2 separate regions of the Mus musculus genome follow, and region 2 is linked to region 1. Evidence: chromatin contacts called from public Hi-C data. All regions are on one chromosome and are shown on one strand. Each heading gives the region's core, a stretch centred on a gene start, on an enhancer-like site or on the middle of the called end of the contact. The rest is flanking DNA. Distances are from core to core; before and after follow the strand shown. Region 1 overlaps Nampt (nicotinamide phosphoribosyltransferase). Region 2 overlaps Atxn7l1 (ataxin 7-like 1).

Region 1 (5,500 bases), core at 2,113-4,612:
ATCTACTTATATATTCAGTATTGTGTAAACATTCCTCTGGTTAAGAAGGAATCACCAATGGTAGAAGTTAAAGAAGCAGTACTCTAAAGTAGGCAACCAATGTAGCATGTGTGCAGATGCATGTGAGCGCGTGTTTGTGTGTCTGTATAGGTATGCAGTGTAGGCAATGCAGCATGTATGCACATGTGTGCAAAGTAGGCAATCAATGCAGTGTGTGTGCACATGTGTATACAAAGTTGGCAATCAGTACAGCAAGTGTAAGAATACTACTTACATACAATAACTTACAAAGTTACAGAACTGAATAAAAATTTATGATCTTTAAAAACAAATATAAACTCCTGCATTTAAAATACCCTGTGTAGTCTCTTTGTCATATAGTAGAACTTTTACACCTTGCTGGGTTTTCAGTAATGCAGCATGCCTGACCTATTTGACCTTAAAATAATTATCATTTGCAGAAAAATTATACTTAATCTATACTCAATTGAAATTATTTTGTTTCAGAAACTTCTAGATGTATAAGGTCTTTGGATCTGATTCTTTGCCTAGAAACTCCATTACATAATATGCTGTAAATGGCCTTGACAAACAAACAACCCACCATTACTGGGGGGTGTGTATGTGTTCTGTTTTGAATTGCATTTAGAAATAAATTCACTATTATAAATAGTTTTGAAAAATGAAACTTTAGGATATATCGGAAACAATATAAAAATATTCTAGTTAAACCTACTATAATTCAAAACCAGTTTCTGGATTAACAGTAAATCCCTCAGTGCACAGTAAATAGCTCTTAGTGAATGGTTCCATCTACAAGTAAGCAAGAGTGACCTATGAAGATTACTGACTGTCCTAAACTTCCTTTGGAAATATGCTTCAGAAAACCTTTCTCCATCTTAAAACACCACACAAACACACACTCACTCTCTCAAAATTCTAAAATTTAATGCATTTAAATTAACAGATCAAAAACATTTTACAAAAGTAGTTAAGCATGATGATAGCTCGACACTACAGTGTTAACATTTGAGAAGCTGAGGCAGTGGACTGCTGTGAATTTGAGGACAGTCTGAGCTACTCACCAAATTTAAGGCCAGGCTAGGCTACAGAGTAAGGTGTTGTAATAAAAAAAAAAAAAGCAAAACAAGCAAACAAACAAACAAACAAACAAAACCAACCAGAACCAAACCTTCCAAACAACACCGGCAGTGGTAATCAAGTGTAACTAAATATCAAAACTAGATTATTCAAAAAGTTACTTCAAATAACATAACATAGCAATATAGAAAAATATGAAGTCACATAAAAGCAGTGTTTTAAATGGACTGGGAAAAGCAATACCTTTTAAGTACTTATTAAGAATGTACTGCAACCCATAAAATACTGTTTCCTCGTATTTCACCTTCCTTACTTTGGAGTTTTCTGTCTTCTTTTCACGGCATTCAAAGTAGGAATAAACTTTGCTTGTGTTGGGTGGGTATTGTTTATAGTGAGTAACCTAGATAAAGAAAAAATACTTCCATTAGGAAACACTACCAGTACAGTCAAAGCACCACAGACAAGCCTTCCAATCATTTCCAAATCAGAAACTTTTTTTTCCACTTGCTACGGGTCAACCTCCCACCCTGGTGACACAGGGCAAGATACAAGCAGATCACCAAACTCCTTCCACTGATACCTCATCTTACCGTCAAACAAGCGACGGAGATTATACTAAGTGGGCTTAAAACCCTTTGGGTGGAAAGGACCCCACTTGGTCTTAGAGTGCAGCCTTTCTTGCAGTCTGAGGTACACAACCCGATCCAACAGACCAAGGCAGCAAATGCACACAGGCTGTGCACTTGTTTGCTTCTGGTGAAATGCCTGAGACTGGGGGCACTTCAGATTTGGGGTTTTGGAATACTTGACTGTACTTGTATTTGGGGGTAAGACCTGCCTACATGAAAAATGCTTTTATCATTTCTGTGTGCATGTTTGTGTGGTGTGTGTGCACATGTGCATGCAGGTGTGTGGAGGCCAGAGGTGACTTCGGGTCTTCCTCAGGCATTCACTGCTTCCCTTCTAAGACAGTACCTCTCATCAAACCTGGAGCTCATCGATTCTGCTGCACCAGCTGGCCAGCAAGCTCAGGGGCCCTCCCCTTTCTCTGCTTTGCCAGCACTGGCACTGTAAGCAGGTGCCAACATGCCTTGCTTTTCATGTCAGGTATTAAGAGATCAAACTCCGGGTCTCAGGCTTGTACATCGAGCACTTGACTGACTGGGCTATCTTCCTGGCCTCCATATTTTGACTGTGACTTGTTTTATGAGGTCAAGTTTTGAATCTTGACCCTGGACATCCTACTCAAGATGTTTGAGTTTTGGATCTAAAACATCCAACCTATACCAATACTATGTGTCAAGTCAGTGTCTCCTCGTGACCCACCTCTTTCTGCAACTATGAGGCACCAAGGATGTTCTTGACTGCCACAATTTTGTTCTACAGAAACCTGGATTAAAGCAACAGCAGCAGCAGCAGCAGCAAAATAATGAAAAGCAAATACAAAGCTTGTTTTAGGAGTTGTCGAGACAGCTCAGTACATAAAGGTACTTGCTGTTAACAATCCTGACAACCTAAGTTCCATCCCTGGAACACATGTGGTAGAAGAGATCCCTGCAGGTCATTCTCTGACCTCCACATGCGCACCTAGGCACACGTGTCCCTATACATACATAAACATAAAATGTAGTAAAACGTCTAAAAACAAAACCAAAACCTCCCATTTTGTTGTTTCTCACATTGCTTTTTAACTATAAGTTTCTATATGATCTTAACTGTTATAGGTTTAAAAACATGAAAGTCTTCTAACAGCTTTTATTCTATGGATTTGGTAAAGGCCACTGTTAAAAACTTAACTTCCATTTGAAGAAAAGTTACTCACTAGACTTTTAATTTTGTTTTATAGTGTTTTTGTCATACTAAGGCAATTAATTGTATTAAATAAGCCATTTATTTGAAAATGTACAAAGTTACTGTCAAACAACTAGAGAAGTGTGTGTTTGCACAGGGGTAAGAACAGAAAGAGGAACTTTAGAATTTAAGGTACAAGGGTAAGTCACAGCCATGGCGGACCAAGCTTCACGGGTGAGCACAGCTGATACCGAATTTCCTGCAGAGCTTTGATTTCAGGTTCAGGAAAGCCAGTGTTTCTTTGGCTGCACAGCCTCATTCTCAGTGAAGCTCGACTCTATCCTAAAGAATCTTCGTAGCTCAGCATTAGCCCTCTGAAATAAATGCATTTCCACTGTTATTTCCGAACAACCACCCTCTGTGCTTCCTCCCAGCGAGGCAGGCTGGCAGCTCCCTTCTGCTGCACACAGACAAAGCTGTGTGGGGGCAAATCTCTACAGAAGTCGGACTTTCAGAGCCTGGGTCCTACAGTTCCATTCTGTTTAGACACAGCAGAAAACCATAATAAAAGGCACAGGAGCCTGTGGCCTGATACCACTGTCAGTTTAAGGAAAGCTACAAAAACTAAGGGAGAAAGCTACAACAGAACCACAGTAATTAAACCCATTCATTAATCTACAGCCAGGCAAACCAACAACCAGCCAGCCTAACAAACAAACAAACAGCCCAAGGTAAGTGTATTTATAAATGACATTTCAGTTAATAGTTAAGCTTACTGGGGAAAAGATGACCCACACTTAAAATATACCCGAGATATTTGTAACCACAATATCTTCCAAGCTACAACCTTGTAACTCGGAGCTGAAGTAGAAGAAAAGGGAAAATGAAATAAAGGTCTGGACCACACCGACCATGCTTTATAATACTCAGTGTCATAGCAGTATCTCACGGCATCTGCCCTGACCGGAGTTTAGTAGTCCATATACTACTTAGCAGTGTATCTAGCTCCTATGGGATGTTATAATTTGTAAGGCAGGCTGAGGGATGTGTCAGTGGGGAAACACTTGCTGTATAGGCATGAGGACCATTTGGATGCCTGGCACTTACAGAAATGCAAGTGGTGGCCCGACTGCAATCCCATCACTGGGAGGTGCCGACAGGGTCCCCAGAACAAACTGGCTGGCTGGGCTAACTGAACTGTTGAGCTCTGAGTTCAAGGGAGACCCCGCTTCAATGTTATTTTGGAGAACAACTGAGGAAGATACCAGACATTAATCTCTGGCTGCCACACATGTTCATACACCACGTCTGTACAAACAGAATATCCAAGAAGCATGCAAACACGCACACACATACCACATACATAAAAATATACGAGGCTAAGTCAAAAGAGACAAAAGTTGAATGGAAATATCTGAGTCATTTAGCTCTACCAGGGTCTAAAAGTATAATAAAACTTACCATCATAGCTACACTTCTATAAAACAACTAATGCCCTTCTTCTTCTTTTTTTTTAAAAGATCATTTATTTATTTTATGTGTATGAGTGTTACCACATTCATGCAGTGCCTGGGGAGGCCAGAAGAGGGCATCAGACCAGAGGGTTGAGTCACCACGTGGATGCTAGGAACTTAACTCCGTTAAAAGAGCAGCCAGTTAGTGCTCTTAACCGCTGAGCCATGTCTACAGCCTCAATTTTTAAAGCTTTGTTTAGGATACTTTTTTATAGTGCTTTACAACCCACTTTTGCCTAAATATACAGAATGTGGCCTATGTTTAAGGAAGATGCCATTATTTCAAAGTTGCATAGGCTGAAGTAAAACGACTCATATTTTACAATCTTAAGAGAAATTAAATTTTTTTTTTTTTAGAGAAAACAGGTTAAGAATTTAAAATGTCTGCAAATTGACAGGTAATTAACCATGAAAGAGAACTGTTAACCTATGAACACAACATGCTGTTATTAGGATAATACAGGGATGATTAGATCTAGTTATATGGGAATACACAATGGCTAACGGGTACTACGCAGTTTCCGAGTGATTACTCCAAGAGTACAGTCAACAGGTCTAGCTTACTAGTTTGCTGCCCTCGTTACTTCCAGCTAAAGTGGTGAGTGAGCTTCATCCTTAACTAGTCAGTTCATTCACAAGCTCACAACCTGTTTGTTCTACGTGCCAGGCCTTACGGTTTCAGACACCAAGGGAGGAAAACAGGCTGACATAGTCCTGGTTCTCACAGTGCTAATCAGAGAAAAACAATACTCAGACCAAGCAACTACAGATTAAGACGGATGCTATGAAAAGTTGAGGAGAGAACAGAAGGGACCTAGGGAAATTTCTCCAAGGTGATGACATGTGAACAAGACTCAAATGACAAGACAATGACAAGACAGGAAACTCTTCGGCCTAAGGGACAGTACAGAACAACGGCCTGTGTTGCTGGTCCTTGGAACTGTAGGTAAGAGATCAGACGCAGGCACAGGCACAGGGGTTGAGAAGGAGCTCCCATTGTGTATTAACTGCAATGGAAGCCTCTATGTCTTAAGCCAGGGTAACTGTAACCTGATTCGAATTTTTTTTAATGCTGAAAATTGAATCTAGGCTCT
Region 2 (5,500 bases), core at 2,208-4,707, 520 kb before region 1:
AGTATTGATGGAATATCTACTACATACATCACTAATAGGAGCAAGTAGATGCTCTTGAAGGTTTTGTGTGATTTTGATGTTAAATTTTGACCATGCCTTTTCAACCTGACTGCACAGGATTTCACTACCTGAGGACTTTGCTCCTGATCATTCACTTAGGAAGAGTCCAGCCCTGTCTTAAGGAATGATCCCCTTACTAGTGTTTGTCATAATGCTTTGTCTCTTTTCTTTGTAAAGACATTCATTTCCAAATGAAACTTATCCAAGTCTCCTGCTTCCCAAAGAGAACATAAACACTCAGTGTTTCCTACAAGTGGACATTCACCTAAAAAAAAAAAAAAAACAAAAAAACAAAACCCCACAGCACATGGAACAAAGCTAAGAAGACCCTTGAGGTCTTCCCTGCCCACTCTGGTTTTGGCAGTTCTCCCCCCTGCTTCCCTGTTAACTAAGTCACCACTGATAGAGAATGGCCCCATCAGCTAAAACTTGAGAGAAGTGTTTCACGAAAGAGACATCTAAGTTGGATTTTATGAGACATGCGTGATGAGGAGTTTAAGTTCAGCATTGTCTCCGTAGAGATTTCCAGGCCAGTCTGGGCGTCATGAGACTCTTTCTCACCCCTCACAAAAAAAAAAATACCTATCAAGCTAGTTTTGCTTGGGGAATCCTTCAAGAGCCCACTGTGGTCTGGGGGACATCAGCCCTGGGTACATATGGCTTTAGGTAGAGGTCAGTCTGCCAGTATCAGGTACTGTGGTAATGGAAGAAAAGTGTCCAGTATCTACGAAGGATTTGAAAGCCACTCCACACAGTCTGCCCTTACCCCTGATTGTTCTTTTCCAGTTACTCATGGTCAAGTGAGGACTAAGGTTATTAAATGGAAAACTATATACATAGGCAGCTCATACGTTTGAAGTTCTGAGTAGTGTGATGAAATGCTGAGCAGTCCCCCTATGTCCCCTCCAGGATACCAATCACTGTTGTCGATGTATCCACGTGTTGACTCTATCAGTCCCTTAGTAGCCACTTTCAGACCAACTGCAACAGTATAGCAGTATGTGAAATTTAGTAACTTTTGTTTTATATAATTATGGTCCCAAAGTGCAAGATAAGTAAGGCCGATAATTTTGTTACAATGTATTTTTACAATTGTTCTATTTTATTATTAGTTACTGTGCCCCAATTTATAAATTAAATTTTATCATAGGAAAACGTATAGGAGAAAACACAGTATATACAAGGGCTGGTTTTACCTGAATTTCAAGCATCTAAAAAGGGTCTTGGAGAATGGGGGGCTACTGCCTATTAATACTGAAGTCCAGAAGTTTGGAATGGAATTGTCTTCTCGACTCTAAAACAAGGGTGGCACCTTTGGCCAATAGCTGGCATGACAGTGAGAAGTAATTATAAAATGCTCTTGCAAAAAAGGGGGTTGCAACAACACACATGTGTCCAGCGATGGAAAGGTGGGTTGCAACAGCACACGTGCCTACAGGGATGGAAAGGTGTGACGGTGGCCGTTATCCCAGGACCTTATACTAACAGGTATGGCTCTCTGCTCCTGAGCGCCTGAGGCTGAACTTGACTCTAACCACAGCTGGATTCTGCTGTGGGACTGGAACCACTTTGCCTCAAACTGCAACAGGTAGAGGATCATGAGCAACTGCTACCAAACAGACTTTTGCTTTAAAAGCCAACAACTCCCTGCTCTTTTCTATAGATAGTCTCTCAAAGCTGGTTTGCTGGTTGAACAATGACCCTCTGGGACCCATCCATGCATTAAAAAAAAAAATCAGATAATACCAATATTTATACTTGCTGGATTTTATTATCTCCTTAATATGCCGAGTATGGACATTTGAATCTTCTCTGGTTTCCGAACTCTAGATTTTTGGAAAGCAGAGGCCGGTTGCATTTTTTCCTCTGCCCTTGCCTGACAGCGCCTTGCATCTGGAGCAAGCCCTTCATAACACTTTGGTATGCGTATGGTTTGTTCAACTCCTGTTACCTGGAAATTGGTCTCCTGCCCACCAAAACAAACATTCACAGATCTTAAAGTGTTTTTTTTTTTTTTAATCCAAATGGATTGTAATTCTGTTTCGTGGTTTTTTTCCTTCGCATTCAGTGCAACCAAATAAAACCCCAAACAGGTGGGTTGCCGTCAACAGCACCAGCGTGCCCTTCATCCTGACCATAGGGAAGTGGTGGAAATAAGTCATAAGACCATGTGACAAGTGACAAGAGGTCCCCGGGAGCTTATAAGATATTCTAACTACTTATCTACCCAGGCTTTCCCTTTCTGCCCCAGGAGTCTCCAAATAACATAAAACGCAGGCAGCCTGGAAGTCGCCTGGTGGTTGAAGTGCCAATCTTCCAGCGTTTATTTCCAGCCCACTCTGGCTCTGTAAAAACACACAGTCTGATAAAAAGGTCTGCTAGGAAGGCTGACGACTACACCATGTGGCAGGCATCGGGGCTGAGCCCCTTAGGCGCAGGATCGTATTTAAACTTCACAGAGCCTTAGAAGGTTGGGGTAAAATATCTCCTCAAAGAACCGGCAGGCCACACACAAAACAGCTGGCAAGGAAGAGGGCCTGGACTGAGGGGGGCTGGGGCTGCTTCGAGGCCCATGCCGACTTACCTGGGAAGTACAGAGTTGAGTGGCCTGGATTTTGGTGGGGATGCTACTTTCGGCTCTGCCACCGTGCTCCCGGAAGATGCTTGCGGAGCATCAGGCGAGGGTCCAGGAGGGTTCGGAAGTATCTCCCTAGCGGAAGTCAGAAGGTGCTCTTTCACTTCTTTCTCCCGGGACTTGGCTTTGTGCTCCGCCAGGAGGAGGTCAAATTGCTTTTTCCGGCCTGGGACTGCTCTCCGATGGCTCAGCGAGTGTGTCTAAGGAGAAGAGACATGAGCAGCACAGCCTCTTTGATCAGCACATACACCTGCTTCCCCACGGCCTGCATTTCCGAAATTGCAACCATAGGCATTTAAAGGTGCTTGAAAAAGTCAACTTCAAGACAACAGCTCCTGTTCTGAGGCTGGGAAGAGGCAGAGACCGCTCGAATGCAACCATGCCCTACACTCCAGGTGTCAAGAAGCCAAGGCTTCCTCCAGACAAATGGCATGAGATAGCTTCTGTGCAGAACCCAGGACAGCCTCGGATGAAAGTCACCCGCGAGGGAAAGCTAAAGTCAATCCAGATGTGGGTAGGAGGCTCCAGTTGGCCCATGCATTCAGGGCCACCAGGCAGAGAGGGCAGAGCCTGGGTCCAAAGAGGCACTAGAAGGACAGGAGGAAACCTGGGGCTTGAGGCTACCCCGTAGCGGTGGCCTGGGGTCCGCCTGTCCCCTGGTCACCCCGAGTAGCTAGATCAGAGCGCAGTATCTCATCCTCCCCTCCGGGCTGCCTTTCTGGGCGCTGCCGCCGCCGCCGCCGCTCCTGCATACATTAAAACGTAGCAGGCTTTAGAACCGCCTGTGAGTGCCTATAAATACAATTTACTGTCTGGCCTCCCAAGTAACACGGGAAGCCTAGGGTGTTTTTTTTTCCCTCTCTCTCTCTTCCCCTTAAAAAGCCAGACAGATTGAGGCAGGCACTATGCTACCGTGGACAGAGAAGAAAGCCATTTCCCTTACAAAGAACAGCTGGAGGTCATGTCGAGGTTCCACACCCTGCCGTGTGCAGAGAGTGGCATGCAAACATTTCGACAAAGGCCCCAGCAAGAGCAGGAAGTATTTTTTTATGGAAAGAGAAATACCTTGCAGGTGAGGGATCTTGTGCAAGGTTTCTTTGTCTCGGGATCCAATACTCCACAGTGTTTATTTGGGTCAAATTCTCTCTCTGGTTTAAGAAACAAACAAAAATGTAAGAAAAAAAAGGAGACTAAATAGGATTTGGCATTAAGACTACATTTTTTTTTTAAATGCACATATCCACCAACAAGTGTGACGTTGTCAGGCGATTTTTTTTTTCTTCTTCTTCTTTTTCTCTTCCCCCAACCAGCTGCTAAAATGTTTCGAGAACCACTCGGGGAAATCAATGCTGCACTCTGAACCCAGACTTTCTGAGTCTGATTCAGGGCGGCATAGGGGACAGGGTGAGAGCAGAGGGCAGGACAGTAGGACCATGCAGTTTGCAAATACTTTATTTTATTTAAAATAGTCCCACAGGTCCTTGGTGCTCTGGGCATAGTGGCTGCAGAGCAGAAAGCGCCACTGGAGTCCTAAGGATGCCTGCTTTCTTTGACGGCTGCCTGGAGAAATCCATTCATGTCCCCAGCCCCACCTCTGCCTTCCTGGTTTATCCATTTAAGTGGGAGCATGTTCACTGACTTGTCAGGGTGGCCTTTCCTATGCTTTACGAAGCCCTTGGTGAAGGCTTTCCACGCAGCCTCATAGATAAGTCATTTCCCTGACCTGGAATTGGCAGTGCCTCCGGCAGGGGCAGGAAAAAGCGTGGCTGTACTCCTCTGTGGGGCTGAACTTGAAGGCACAAGGAACACAGGCTGCTAACCTTACACCTCACTTTGCCTGTAGCCCCGGTCCAGACGCTCCACAGGAGGATCAGACAGGACACACTGGCTTGGGAGATGAAGGATGACTGAGGGAAGGAGAGCTTTCTCCACTTCCTCCTCACTGCCTGAGTGTTGATTGCTTCCAGGGAAGTGACTGCTAACTGTCCTTCTGATGCCTCCAGCCTCTTCATCTCTTTGGGAATTACTCAAAATGCTTAACCACACCTGCACAGTACGGGAATGTGTGGCAACCTTTCAGGGAGCCCCGGGCTTCTGAAGCTCAGTGCTGTCTCTGGTAGGCACCAGCAGACACCTGAGTCCTGCAGAGCAGATATTCCCACAGCTCTCTGGGCATGAAGGGTGGCAATGTTTAATGGTGAAGAGGGGGTGATTAGGAAGGGTGCCAGGTCTCTAGAAATGTGAGGTGTCTGTAAGGGCCTTGACGGCAGCAAACTGAAGAGAGTTCCTAGGCCAGAAACTGTCAGCATTTGCTGGTGTAAACTCAAAGCATAATAAATAAATGTTCTACATTCAAGTCTGGGGGATCAGGAGGATGTTGCAAAGGAAGCTGGGATGCTGTGTACAAGCTGTCCTCCCACCAGGGCCATCAAAATGCCCCCTTCCTTCCTCCGCAGAGAGTTCTGTCCAGCAGGCAGTGAGTGAGTGGGTGTCAGGCCTGCGGTTGAGGTCTTTCAGTTGGGTCTACTGGAGTTAGGCCTGTGCCCAGACACTCGCCAGCCCCTCAGGTTGGAACTGAATGGGGTTTTGACTAGGGGCAGGAGTTGGCTGTTGAAGGTGTGAGAGAGGTAGAAACCAGCAAAGGACCCATTGAGACAAGATAACCCACAAAACACAAATTCCCCCCCCCACCACACTTCAGTTTAAGGTATAGGCTGGAAGAAGCCACGGTATTATTATTGCAGCGAACTCACAGCCTCTGTGCACTTCCCAGGCTGACCCCCTCCTCCCTACACACCCTGGGAT

Evidence for each region. Hi-C and Micro-C count contacts between places; a contact is called where the count stands out from the background.
Region 2: a Hi-C map of cortical neurons shows a contact between it and region 1, with 2.1 times the contacts expected there. The contact joins two enhancer-like sites.

The regions. Positions count from the first base shown.
Region 1 is chr12:32,826,168-32,831,667 of GRCm38.p6, reverse strand. Nampt (nicotinamide phosphoribosyltransferase) reads right to left here. Exons shown (of 11, transcript NM_021524.2): 2 at 1,345-1,501. Gdap10 (ganglioside-induced differentiation-associated-protein 10) reads right to left here. Exons shown (of 1, transcript NR_045032.2): 1 at 4,749-5,500. Among named protein-coding and RNA genes, the nearest start is that of Gdap10, 4.8 kb to the right of the region's middle. Within about 2 kb of position 3,362, at least 53 of the 459 cell types and tissues checked have an H3K27ac peak or open chromatin away from gene starts, as enhancers often do. A contact at or near this core is called in cortical neurons, where this site is marked.
Region 2 is chr12:33,343,233-33,348,732 of GRCm38.p6, reverse strand. Atxn7l1 (ataxin 7-like 1) reads right to left here. Exons shown (of 11, transcript NM_001374022.1): 6 at 3,761-3,843; 7 at 2,645-2,895. Among named protein-coding and RNA genes, the nearest start is that of Atxn7l1os2, 49 kb to the left of the region's middle. Within about 2 kb of position 3,457, at least 57 of the 459 cell types and tissues checked have an H3K27ac peak or open chromatin away from gene starts, as enhancers often do. A contact at or near this core is called in cortical neurons, where this site is marked.